Linked DNA regions of Anas platyrhynchos: region 1 is linked to region 2. A link is a contact called in public Hi-C data. All regions are on one chromosome and are shown on one strand. The core of a region is the stretch at or near the end of the contact, and the rest is flanking DNA. Distances in the headings are between cores, read along the strand shown. Region 1 overlaps ARHGEF7 (Rho guanine nucleotide exchange factor 7). Region 2 holds the start of ARHGEF7 (Rho guanine nucleotide exchange factor 7).

What was found. A called contact is a pair of places that touch in the nucleus more often than the background predicts.
Region 1: a contact with region 2 is called in a Hi-C map of skeletal muscle, with 1.6 times the contacts expected there. The contact joins the enhancer-like site here to the promoter of ARHGEF7 in region 2. A contact is called at or near these places in 2 of 8 Hi-C or Micro-C datasets (skeletal muscle and subcutaneous adipose tissue).

The regions. Positions count from the first base shown.
Region 1 is chr1:146,779,578-146,782,277 of IASCAAS_PekinDuck_T2T, reverse strand. It overlaps ARHGEF7 (Rho guanine nucleotide exchange factor 7), which reads right to left. Exons shown (of 23, transcript XM_027444149.3): 8 at 690-784; 9 at 286-381. Among named protein-coding and RNA genes, the nearest start is that of ARHGEF7, 56 kb to the right of the region's middle. Within about 2 kb of position 1,292, at least 1 of the 8 cell types and tissues checked has an H3K27ac peak or open chromatin away from gene starts, as enhancers often do.
Region 2 is chr1:146,723,278-146,725,977 of IASCAAS_PekinDuck_T2T, reverse strand. ARHGEF7 (Rho guanine nucleotide exchange factor 7) reads right to left here and starts at 1,358. Exons shown (of 23, transcript XM_027444149.3): 1 at 898-1,358. The coding sequence starts at 1,062.

The DNA.
Region 1 (2,700 bases), core at 43-2,542, 56 kb before region 2:
TTTTTTTTAAAGCACCTTCCCACTGGTAAGCAACTCATGGCTATTTATAAATTGTTTCCAAGCTATTCCAAAAATTGCTACCTCTGCAATTGCATCCTAGGACCAACAGCTATCTGTGCGAGCAAGCAGTGATTACCCAAACACCTATCCCTTTTTTTGCTGTAGCAGCTATGGTTACAATTAGAGCAACAAAGTTTCATCTCAAACATTAACATACACAACAGGAGAAGTAATATAATATTTGCTTGTTAGGATTTTTCAGAATCTGGTACACGTTGTACTTACTTGGTGCATTCTTCTAAGGACTGTACAAGCATTTGTTGGAAAGAACTTATTTCTTCCAGGTTTCCCATTAAGTATGAAGTGTTTGCTGAGTTTAACCTGGAGCCAAGGTAAATAAAAGGTGTTTAGCATAGCAGTTATTGACTAATTGTGCTTTAATAAAACCTACAACTTTTTTTTTTTTTAAAAAAAAAAAAAAAGCTTCTTTGATCAAGATCAGCCTGTCCTGATCAGCAATCAAGCAGAATAAAAGAAACTTGAAGCAGCAATCCCTGCCTCAAGGATCTCAGGGTCCACACAAGAAAACATGCATTATTCACTAAAACTGAAGCTTCAACCACATAAACCCTCCCCAGTCCCCAAGTGATATCCAGCCTTACTTTAGAAGCCAAAACAAACTCACATACTTTTCACTAGCTTGCAGTGGTCGCAGGTAGTTTGAAAGCATTGTCTGTAGCTCCTTAGCGTATTCGTTTTCTGTTTCTAATATATTTTGTAGCACCTGCAATAAATGACAATTGCTAATTGGTATTTTTTAAGAGATTCTTTAAAAGGCTCAACCTGTTAACAGTTTTAAAATGTACTAGAAATTACGTAGTAATTTAAAAATTTCAAAATTTAAAAGAAGGGTGCTGTATTAAAAATGTTAATATCAAGAGAAAAGCATTAAAGACTATGTATTTATGAAACTCTCAGGAAAAATGACACACATACACACACAAGCCATCCTTCAGTCACATAAAGTGGTAACAGGAATACATTATGCTAAAGCAAGTTTTTATTGTAAAAGTAGAGAGAGCTATACAGAGTGTTCTTCCAGAGCAAGGAGTAGTTATTCCTCCCGTGTACTGCAAAACACTCAAAGAGCAGAGAATGGTAAAACACATTAGAAGTTGTAAAAGAAACAATGAGCGTTGTTTTCTCAGTCTCAATTACAACTCAGAACAACTTATCTTGCTTGCTAAGTGTTCACTGACTCAGAGAGCGGAAAGGTCAGCTTATAAACACCAAATAACCATCAGCTTTACTTAGCAAAATCCTCAGCCTCGTTGCATTCTTTTTAAATGGGGACACCTAGGCTTCAACTGTGAGTGCAGTAACATACACTACCACAAGGAAATTACAAGTGTATAAGACACAGCACACACTTGCTTTCGGGCTGAATATAAATCCAACAACTGGAACGCTCCCAACTACGTACAAGGAAGCATTTTACTGGGCCATCTCCAAGCAGTCTGCTTTAAGATATCCTCCAATGTATTCACATCAAATTCTACCGTGCTTCTAGCAATAAATTAGTTTTTGTCTTCAAGAAGATAATGATCTAGCAGGGGAATCGTCAGAATTAAATGCAGCTCACAGGACAGAGTAAGCTTTGAAAACTTTCTGTAATTTATTGCTCATAAGCCACACCAGAAACCTTTCATTTTGGTGCATGCCGTATTTGTCAAGCCTACAGTAATATCTCATTTCAGCATTTATAGTAACGACTGTAATTGAGTGCATTATTCACTGTTCTAGTCAATACTCTTTCTTAGGAAATAAAAAAAGGCCATTCATTCCTAAATGCAAACCTGATGAAATAACTTTAAATAGTTCAGTATGTCAATGAAGAATTCACTGTTCCTTTCATTGGTGTCATTGATTCTGCTTATTCCTTCAATGCTTCTATTCATTTGGAGAAAGAGAGAGACCACTTTTGAGTTCATTCTTTTGTTGGAAATCTGAACCGAAGATTAAAATGTCTCCATTCTCTGCTAAACACGATGGCAGAAGAATGTCACAGAGAAAGCTATAGCTGTTAAATAGAAAACTGCAGCATGAAGTACAATATGGGTGCACAATTTATTAAAAAAAGCTAAAAACCTTTACCATTTAGACCAGAGGGAACCAAAAAAAACTAAATCCATATTTGCACTGATCATAAAACAAATTAAAATCCCACTTTCTAACACAAATATAATACAAAAAAAGTCGGTTGTTAAAATGGAAACCTGTAAGTACTTAGGATCCATACAATTCGAAACTAAATGCAAGATGAATCTTTTCCAGCATTGCTTTTCCTACAAAAATCTGCCAGCCAGAAGTCATTATATAGCCATTGGTTAGGAAAAGGAGACAAAACCGAGGATGAAAATGAAATATATTGACAAAGCACTGAACACTATCAGAAAACATCCAAAGACGGGGGAAAAAAATTGCTAGCAATCTTGAAGGGCAGATCCATTTTTGCAGAGAGTATTTTCCATCCTTTGCTATAAACAGCTGTCTGAGGAGGCTGAAATGAAAGTTGTTTCATGTTTTAAAACTCAATTATTTTCCTATCTTATTTGGATTTTTATTTGAAGGCTTTATTTGGAATATGTAAAAGGTAGGAGGAAAAAGACTTAAAGGATGGGGAAAAAAAGAATGAGAAAG
Region 2 (2,700 bases), core at 109-2,608:
ACCGTACAGAGAAAAGCACGTGAAGTTGGGAAACACTCTTCCAGCACTTCTTTCTGTCATGCTTGTGTTTGTTTTCGAGCCTGCCGTAGAGCCTGTTCCTCATGACAAGCTCAGGGCACCATCCCACCAGGCTGGCCGACACCTCCAGAAGGGGAAGGACCTTCCCCAAAGCCTCTCCCTACCTCACAGCTCAGCACCCAAAGCCTTGGAGCAGGCACGCAGCATTTTCACCTCCAACATGCAGGTGGCAACTGGAGGGGAAAGGTGGTGGTGGCCATCCTGGGCAGCTCTGCCCGTCACCCGTGGTGGCTCCCACGTTGCTCATGGAGGAGGTCTCACCCCTCCAATCATCTTGGTGGCGTTCCTGGCTGGTTTCCGTGTCCCCACTTTGCTCACGGGGACGGGAATGACCCCACTGAGCCCAGGGGACGCCAGTCCTGGACCTCAGTGCCATGGTGCAACACAAAGCAGCGACAACTCCCCGTGCGTGGCACACCGAGCCCGGCGCCCCACCAAACTCCGAGTGGTGGCTCCCAAACTTGGTAGCTCAGCGGGCGACGCAAGGAAGCCCCGAAAACCAAAAAAAGTTGAAACCCCCTTCCCTCCACCAACACGGCAAGTGCCCTTCGCTCATCCCCAGGGGGAAACTTTCCCCAGCGGGCACCGCAGCCCACCGAAAATAATAAAAAAAGGAACAAGAACACCTCAAACCAGGGGGTCGTTATTACGATTGGGAACGGCGGGGGTGTGTGGGGAGGGCGGGGAGGGGCTGGGGGGCTCCCTGACCAGCCGGGTGCCCCCACGGGGGAGCTCGGCACCCCGGGGGCGGTGTCGGAGGCCGCACAAAGGCGGTGCAGCCCCCCCCGCCCGGCCCCGCCATGCCGGGCAGCCGCTTACTTTGTCGATGGAGCCCGGCAGCAGGCGCTCGAGGAGGCGGCAGAGCACCACGCCGTCCTTCAGGGAGGACTGCAGGAAAGCCTCGGGGTCGGCCACCGTCTTCTTGGGCGACTCCAGCACGCCCAGGGCGATCAGCCACGTAACGGTCTGCTCGGCCGAAGTCATGGCCGCGGAGGCGAGGAGGAGGATGAGGAGGAGGATGATGAGGATGATGATGATGGGGAGAGGGGGGGTGATTTTTAGGGGGAGGGGGGGGGGCTTCAAGCGGATGCCCCCGCCTCCCCCATGTGAATGCAGATGACGACGCCCCGCCGTCACACCGCCACCCCGTGTCAGACGCGCTCACACACACACACTCACACCCTCACACACTCACACACCCTCACACACACCCTCACACACTCACACACACACTCACACACACACACATGCAGCCGCAGAGCCGCCTCCTCCCCGCCCCCTGACATCACGGGGCTTGCGCGCCCGCGGAGGCTCCGCCAGGGCCGGGCGGAGGCTGCCCCCCGCCGGCCGCCCCGGGCTCGGGGGGAGCCCGGCAGCCCCCCGAGGGAGGATTTTGGGTGAAAAAGGGAGGCTCTGAGGCTGGCACAGGCTGCCCAGAGAGGCTGTGGCTGCCCCATCCCTGGAGGTGCTCAAGGCCAGGCTGGGTGATGCCTTGAGCAACCTGCTCCGGCGGGCAGCATCCCAGCCCGGAGGGGCTGGAACTGGGTCGGCTTTAAGGTCCCTCCCAGCCCAAATGGCTCCGTAATACCCCAGCTGAGATCAGATCTGCCAAAGGGCAGCAGTGCCTTTGGACCCATGCCGAGATAAGCCTACCCTAACCCATAACACAGGCAGACTTTCTTAAACTCTGATGCCCGAGCTGCAATATCTCTTCCAACATTTCTCGGCATCAACCATCTGAGACTTCTGCTTCCCCACTTTGCCTTCTTGGTGCATATTTGGAGCAACAGCTGCCTGCCGGAGAGCTACAGAGAAGGCAAGCTCACCTATTTCTTGAGATCGGAAAGCAGCACAGATGGCTTAACCACGTCCAAGAGGGTGGAGGTGCCCAAAAGGTTGAAGAAAATGCCAGTCTCTTCCTGGCTTCTTTTCTTTTCATCCTTTCTTTTCACAAAGGATGGGGCATATCACTATGACCAGTTTTCTCACCTTTCTCTGCTTTGTTTCACCATCAAGCTGTTCAGATTACCTTATGTCCTGACTTCAGTCCCACTTTGGCTTCTAAATCATTCACAGGCTGATGATGCCCTGTATTTGGGAACCCCGTATGGTTATATTTAAGCAACCGAAAACCTTTCTGAAGACATCAAAGGCATGATTTTAACTACCTTTTCCTATAAAACATTTTTATATATAGGCAAAGATGAAAAAGTCATTTCAGTATTGATTCATAAAGAATAGATACAGAGCACAGATATGGTAGGTTTAGGAAACTCTCTTTACACAAAGAGATTTTTATATTTTTAATTTTAGTACTAGTTTAATTTAGCTTACTAAGAAGATCTGGACCCCTCTTTGAAAGAGATGAAGACATACGCTAGCCAAACTTGGCAGAGATCCTGTAGATCTAGCAGCACTTCGTTTTCAGCAAATAAAGATTCAAAAGCTGACAATTTCTTAGGACTTTTGGAATCTTTTGTCTTACAAGAAGTTATTAAAGAAACCAGGTAGTCACAAGGTAGAAGGTAAATTTCTGCCATGGATTAGCAAGTGGTTGAAAGACAAAACAGCAGGAATAAATTGCCAGTTTTCAATTTGATGAAAAGTTAATGCTGGAGATAC